2 separate regions of the Mus musculus genome follow, and region 2 is linked to region 1. Evidence: chromatin contacts called from public HiChIP or PLAC-seq data. All regions are on one chromosome and are shown on one strand. Each heading gives the region's core, a stretch centred on a gene start, on an enhancer-like site or on the middle of the called end of the contact. The rest is flanking DNA. Distances are from core to core; before and after follow the strand shown. Region 1 overlaps Stx8 (syntaxin 8). Region 2 overlaps Ntn1 (netrin 1).

Evidence for each region. HiChIP or PLAC-seq counts read pairs in DNA pulled down with a chosen protein or histone mark.
Region 2: a contact with region 1 is called in an H3K27ac HiChIP or PLAC-seq map of heart atrium, with 9 times the contacts expected there. The contact joins two enhancer-like sites. A contact is called at or near these places in 6 of 115 datasets of contacts at active chromatin or transcription factors (the NIH/3T3 cell line, cardiomyocytes, embryonic stem cells and 3 more) and 1 of 9 other capture datasets (embryonic stem cells).

Annotation. Positions count from the first base shown.
Region 1 is chr11:68,017,307-68,021,023 of GRCm38.p6, forward strand. Stx8 (syntaxin 8) reads left to right here. Exons shown (of 8, transcript NM_018768.3): 6 at 3,600-3,692. Among named protein-coding and RNA genes, the nearest start is that of Stx8, 53 kb to the left of the region's middle. Within about 2 kb of position 2,040, at least 23 of the 459 cell types and tissues checked have an H3K27ac peak or open chromatin away from gene starts, as enhancers often do. A contact at or near this core is called in heart atrium, where this site is marked.
Region 2 is chr11:68,339,497-68,343,213 of GRCm38.p6, forward strand. The region is part of intron 2 of Ntn1 (netrin 1); the gene reads right to left. Among named protein-coding and RNA genes, the nearest start is that of Ntn1, 45 kb to the right of the region's middle. Within about 2 kb of position 1,800, at least 45 of the 459 cell types and tissues checked have an H3K27ac peak or open chromatin away from gene starts, as enhancers often do. A contact at or near this core is called in heart atrium, where this site is marked.

The sequences.
Region 1 (3,717 bases), core at 790-3,289:
TCTCTCTGTAGTATTTCCTCTAGACTCCTTGGTTCAGGGTATGAATGTAGGCCATCCATTGTCACTAATAGGTATATCTCTGAAGTGTTTTAACAGTATTAATGATCTTATTTCAAACTATTTTATTTTCCTGTGCACTTTCTTTGTTAAACAGGATTGTTTACTCTGTAGTTTCCCCTTAGCTAGTTCTTGCAGTGCATTTCCCATATGTTGTTCAGCATATTCTGTGACCTAGATATTTTCTGTAAATTGGTAGGATTTAGTGGCTTGCTTAGAATTGGGCTTGTTATTTTTGGCATAATACTTTCTGATGACTCTCCCTTTGTTTTTTATCTACCACCACCAAACTGTCCTCCCACAGTTGAGTGATTCTTATTTAGAGGATGGTTTTCCTGAATGTCTAAAATAGGAAGTATCTCCACACCTAATGGCTCCACGGGGACCCTCAGAAATGATCGTCTTAGTGCTCCCACAATAAATTAGCACACATATAGTGCATTACTCACATCGCTACAGTTTGAAGGGCAGAAGTTCAGTTTGGGTCTCCAGGGGCTCAGATCAAGGTGTCAGCTGGCTGCTTTCCTTTCTGGAGGTCCAAGGGCAGAATCTGTCCCATTGCCTTGTGCGGCTTCTAGAAGATCCCCATTTCCTTGACTCATAGCTCCGTCTTCAACGCCAGCAACTGCATCTCTTTAACCCTCTGTCATGGCTCCCTCTGACAGGCTGGGCAACCTCTGTTTCTCAGAGCTAATAGAATTGTATTGGGTCCACCTAGATTCCGCAGCCTCATCTCCTATCATACGCCTTCATCTTCACCACATCTGCAAGGTTGCCTTCTCCATGGAAAGTAGCATAGCTGCAGGTTCCAAGGATTAAAACCTGGACAGCTTGGATGTGTTGGTGTGTGTGTGTGTGTGTGTATGTGTCTGAGTGTATATGTATGCACATGCATGTGCATGTACATGCTTTCCTTTTTCCACGGTGATCCAGTCTTAAAATCTACACCGCTGTAAAGTTGAAGAACGACTCAGGGTCTGGTATGTTGCAAGCATCCCATTGTGACACAGCACCACGGCCTTCAGCCTTGGCCCGTGTGACAGAATGCGGTGGATTATGGAGAATGAGCTGTTACAATGTCCCACCTCTGCTGTTTGTAAGTCGATCGTCTGCAGTGAGTCCTGGCTTATTTTTGTTGGAAGCAGCCTTTTATTTTGATTATTACTAAATGGTGAAACCATTGCCTCTTAGAAATGTCTGTTTATAGCTCAGAGGAGCTTGGGTGATTGACATGATCATTTTGAGCTGCCCAGCAGCTTTGGCGTCTGGACTGTGGGATGACAGTTGATTATCCCAGAGTTACACAGTGAGGAGGTGCTCTAGTTGATGGCAATCACAGGACTAGGGGAGTTTCTCCTCTCCTTCCTGATATGCACTAGGGAGAACTTTAGGAGACGACGAACTTGGGAGAAAAGGTGAGCGTAGCTATTTTTTACTAACAATTTGTATTCCGACTGAATGAAAAACAGTGTCAGCACTTCAGTGTCTTTTCCTAGCTGACAGCCTTAGAGGCAGTTGCTTTCCGCTTTCATCCATTTTCCCATCATTTCACAGGGCACTGACCCTCAGTCCACCTATGGATTACTCCTTGGGTGCCTTTGGACTTTTGCTGTAGCATAGACGTCCCTCTGCAGTGCGAGTTTGATGATAGATTTATCTTGGAGGCCATCCAGGAGGCTGCTACTAAGGACCAAGAGGACCTCATTATAAAGTGATTTTGCTGTAAAATTGTGCCTTAGAGTGCTCCCTGGACACAGCAGGCTGTTTATAGCCTTTAAAAAGTACGCTGTGTCAAAAAGTGTCACCAAGAGGTCCTTGCCTCACACCTTAAGTTTAAATAAATTCCAGGCGAATCAAAGAGCTAAGTATAGTGATTTAATTCTGTAAAAAAGAGTGATACAAAACTGTAAGTAGATGCTGGCGAGCTCCGAGCGAGACTCTGTGCTTCTGCTTCCCTAGATAAGCCATTGCGTGACGCAGTCATTTCACAAATGCAAACGTGGAGCTGCATTTTAGTTCCTGTCAGTGACGCTGCTTCTTAGTGTGCCAGGGTAAACCCTCATGATAAAGCACCTCACTGGTGCTCGCTTTTCAGGCACCGAGGGAGGGGGGTGTAGGGAGGAGCCCCTGATCTGGGGTCCACTGAGCTTCAGAGGAACAGGTCTCGGATTAAGCTTTGAATACTGAAGGAGGCTGTAAGAGGAAGAGTAGGAGCTGGGTGTGTGGTGCAGTGGGAGAGCCTGTGCTTTGCATGAACCAACCTGGCTTCCTTTTTCAGGACCTGGACTCCAAAACAGAAACAGGCATCGCCTTCTTCCTGAGGGAGAGACACACACAAGGGAGAAGGCTGGGGCCAGGAAGTGTCTTAGTTACATTTTCTGTAGCTGTGATAAAAGCAACTTACCATGGCAAAAGCAACTGAAGAGAGAAGGGGTTTGCTCCACTTCACAGTTGGAGGGAAACTCCTGTGGCGCCTGAAGCACCTGGCTTCACCGTACTCACGGTGCTCACGGTGCTCACGGTGCTCACAGTGCTCACAGTGCTCACGGCCTCACCGTGCTCACCGCCTCACGGTGCTCACCATGCTCAGAGCCTCACGGCGCTCATGGCCTCATATTGCTCAGGGCCTCACGGTGCTCATGCCTCGTGGTGCTCATGCCTCATGGCCAAGGATCGTCCCTTCTTACACAGTCTGCGACCCAGGCCCACGTTAAGGGTGAGAGCCTCCAACTTTGCGTAAACTAAGCAAGGTAATCTTGTCTAGGCCTGACAGAGGCTTGTCTTCTAGATGATTCTAGAAGAATCTATGAGGTTGATAATCAGTTTTAAGCATTACACCTTATGCAGAGGAAAAAGAGCCAAGGGCTCCAGAAAAAGTTTCAGAGTAGTCAAAAGATACACCGAGAGGCAGTAAGTTGATTTCCAGCACAAGGGACATGTATTAGGGAAGAGTCTTGTAGAAGCATTATTGCTTAGCTGCATATGTTCTTATATATGTTTCCTAGACCTAGTAAGAGTGGGTAGATTGAAGTCTCAAAGATTTCTGTCAAGGCCTTGAGCTTATTTCCCATATACCACATAGTGCTCAGGAGCTTCAGGCCCCTCCCACTTCAGGTAGCCTTGTGCCAGAGAGAACCAACTTTATAAGATATCCTCTGACTCCAACACGTGTGTGCCTGTGTGCATGCGTGCCCAGTTACTATTGATTTATACATGTTCTGTTTGTATTATATACTAGAGGGTTAACTGTCACTGTAGCCAAATTTAATAAAATTTCTGTTTCATATTTGAGCAATGAATTTATCAGGAAATCATTTCAGTCTGTGGTGTTAAGTATTTAAATTGTTGTTCTAGTAACGCCACCAGTGCCACTCTTGTTATATGTTGGATAGTGTCAGTTGCCTGGAGAGATCTCCCTCTGCATGTGTGTATGTATATGTGTGTGTGTGTGTGTGTGTGTGTGTGTGTGTGTATACATATTTATATTAACTTGAAAGTGTTTTCCTTTGATTTTTAGTCAGTTGTTTTTCCTTTTCTTTCAGAACAGGACGCGGGTCTTGATGCCCTTTCCTCTATCATAAGTCGCCAAAAACAAATGGGCCAGGAAATTGGGAACGAACTGGATGAACAGAATGGTAAGACTGAGTGTGAGCTCCATCA
Region 2 (3,717 bases), core at 550-3,049, 320 kb after region 1:
CTGCTGCCAAAAGCCCTTCTGAGACTTGTGTTTGGGAGCTGGCCTCAGGAACTTCTGAATGTTCCAGATGGTGGTTGCTCTTGGGCCCTGGACCTGAACAGGACTCTAACATCCAGCTTCAACCCTTGGGTGTCAAATCTGGTGAGCAGACTTCAGGATCGGGCTTGGGTGATTGTTGTTTTTGGATAAAAATGAACTGTGGCTATAAAGTAACAAGACCAGCTTTCCCCAGGGAGCTGATAAAACAGCTCTCCAGGCCAGTGGAAGAAGTGTTTCGGCTCCCAAGGTGGCTACTCACGTATGTTCATTTGGACCTATCCTTCCGGGTCTGTTTTGTGAAAAACAACGAAGTGGGCTCCATCCCTTCACAGTCACACCTCTGAAGGCAACAACTACAGGAACTTGGGAGTTGTTTGAGTTTCCACTGATGCGCACACTCACTCACAGGCTCCAAGGCTCTGCCTTCGCAAAGAATGACACACAGTTTCGAGAAGGCTGGCCAGGTGAGGAGTTCAGCCCAAGGCCAAGCGCAGAAAGATGCTCGGTGACCCTTGGTGAGAATGAGTCACGGCGCTGAGCTCCAACCGGAGCTGGCCACATCCCATCCCTAAACCCTCAGAAATATGCACTCGCTGAACTTTTCATAGCAAGCCACCCCGCCGATGTCAAGTCTCCTTGCAGTGACCACTAGCTTTCTAACTCAAGTGACCAACCCCACAGCTTTCTCGGGTGGACCTTCACCCCACTGCCTGTGTCGGGAGCACTGGCTTGTGCTAGTGGGAGCACTGGCTTGTGCTAGCAGCAATTTTTACTTGCTACTTCATCTTGACTCACAGATCCATCCAGTCCGAGCCTCCTGAGATGCGCACTAGCCCCACAAGAGCTCAGGGTGCTGCGGGTCAACAGTAATAGAATAAAATATCTTTTTGGTCTTGTCTTGAAATCACTCTTTATGTTCCCTTTGAAATACTAGCCCAGAAAGGGGGCGGGAAAGACTCAAAGAGATGTCAGACCCAGTGTACTCATTGTGAGAACCTCCACAGGATGCCCACATGTCAAAGACAAAGCCACACCCACAGCCAGCGCTTTCCAAACCAGTCATTGCCCAAGCCAGGCCACTGTTTCCTGTCTCCAAGAGGTAAAACCTGGATTAATGGGTATAAGTCCCAGAGTCTCTCCAAGAAGGACAGTCAGAAGGACTTTGAGAGAACTCATACCCAGAAGGCATGGAATGGAAGCTGGGTATTCTTTGAGGGGCTAAGTACACAGGAGACTAATATACTTTGTGAGACATCTGATGTTGGATGACCTACAGGGTTCTCTTAACCTGTAACATATCATAAATCCAGGACATCTGATGATAAAGGGAACATGCCTGCCCCAGCCTACCTCTGCAAGCAGTGCTTTGCCTATAAGGGCTAAGGTTCAATCGCAGGCTTTTCTGGTAGGAGAGCTGTCCTTAGATACATTCTGTGGCCCTATGAATTCCCAGGGCAGCTGCTGATAAAGAACTCTCTAGGGTATTTATTTAGAGTTGCTTTCCTTCCCCCCCCCCCCACTCCCCTCCACACACACCCCCGTGACTCATCCTTCAGGTTCATCTCCCTGAGTCTTTTCCTTCCCGCTGTCACTTCCAACTCTGCTTCTCACCTCCCACCCCCCAAGACCCTGCACTCAGGAGACAGGTGCCTAGGGCACAGGTGGGCAACCCAAGGCCTCAGAGCCACTGCTGGCAAACACGGCCCCCATGTGTGGCTGCCCTGGTTCTGTTGGCCTCCGCTAAGCAGAGCTCCAGGCAGCTGCCAGCCTGCTTTCAATATCCGCTCGCCCCTCACTGGCCTACCAGCCAGCCAGTCCCCTCCCCAAGCCCTTTCTCTTTGAAGAAAAGTGATTTAATTTCATGAGACTTTAGGGTAATCATGTTATGATCTTCAACATTAACCAGAACCAACTCCCTGCTACAGGAGGGTGGGGAAGGAAAAGGGAAGGAAAAAAGTAAGCATTTGGGGTTGCCAGAAAAGACAGGCGAAAGAAACTCACAGCAGCTGCCTTGCTGGTTCCTCTGATGAGGATGGGCCTCTGCCAGAGAGGGGGGCCCCTGTGCCAAGGTTTCTGGGAACAAGGAAGTTGGGTTTGGCAAGACTTCTATTCTACAGGTTAATCTGCTCTGTTCTGAGGGAAATACTGGTTTTCATTCTTCAGCCTACGTTCTATGCCCTCTTCCACACCATTGCGCCCCCCAGTCACCTCCCATCAGCTGCGCATATATACACACAGCCACCAGGGGACCTGCCCATACTCCTTCCTCATAGCTCAGGGGTCTCCGTGCCTCCTCTCCAGGGCCAGGAGTAAGAGTGGCTGTGCAGACCAGGTCAAGGGGCCTCTTTGATTATAGCTCAGTTCCTGCAGCCCCGCCCATCTCTCCAAGCTTTTTAGACAATAAGATGAAACTTGGTAAGAAGACTAGGTTAGGCGAAGGCAAGAATACGGGAGGGGGGTGTTTGGGAAGACTTTAAAAGGAAGAAAGGAAAAGGGGAAAGAAAGAAAGACAAGTAATTCAGGACCCTAAGCCCAGAATAGTGCATCTAAGGGTTAGCTGGAGCCTGGGAGGAATTCTCACGAACAATGCGCCTCCTTGGCAGACAGTTCAAGGGTGTGGTGTACACTTGAAAAAACAGCAAATAACCCAGGCCCCACGGCCACCAGGGCGGGTGCTGGCATGAAGCTAGAAAGCTGGGGTGAGGGACCATGTGGGGACCCCAAGAAAATGATGGCTTCCAGGGGAAAGTGCTCCCCATGAAGTCCTGGCCTCAGATGCATCTTGTCAGCCCTGGGCTACAAGAAGGTCAAAGCCCTTTGCTAGCCCAGACTCCTCCCCACGCTCTCAGGCCTGCCTGTTTCCTTAGACTTCCTCAAGTCTTGCAGCTTCTCCTGCCCCTGCAGGGATCTAGAACATGTGGGTACTGTGGTGCTACAGAAGGCCACTTCTCGTGCCCTCTTCCTTTGGTCAAACCCCAGTGCCCACTCAGCATCCACTTCACGTGGGACTTAGAGGAGTGTCTCAGGCATCCCGGAGAGATTGGGCCCTGAACGTGACTTCAATCCATTTCTAAAGCGCAGGGAAACACCACGTGGCATTGGCAAGTGTGTGGTATTATTTCCCTCTTACTCCCAGGCTCCATTCAAGGCTTCAGCAGAAAAGCTTATGGGTAGTTTCTGCACCGCTCTGGGCAGGCAGGTGGGCACAGTAGCCACCTGAAGCTATACAACTGACCCAAGGCTGGCATGAGTCAGTCTGAGACTTAGAAACTGTAATTCCTTTTAATACACTGGTTTTTTTTTCTCTCTGCAAACACGTCTTGTGGGATTCCTTTAAAGTCATATTTTTAAAAATTTAATTTAGGATAAAGGTCAAACAGTGCCGAATGAAGGGATTACAGAGTTTAATTACCAAGAATGTGAAGAAATATCATTAGATTAGGAAAGTGATCAAAACAGGCTTAGAGCGAGCCTTGGACCGTGTCAGGGGCTTAGCATGGTGGTTACAGGGACTGCCTGAGAAATTCTAAAGAAATTCACCCTGACCGGTGCTCACTCCACCATGGTACATCCAAAATGGATGTGTCCCCAGAGATCTCAAGCAGGCTCCCTCAAATAACTGAGGGAGGTGAGGGGGAGCTGGGCTCGTCATACTATAGCCTTCTATGGCTATTCTCT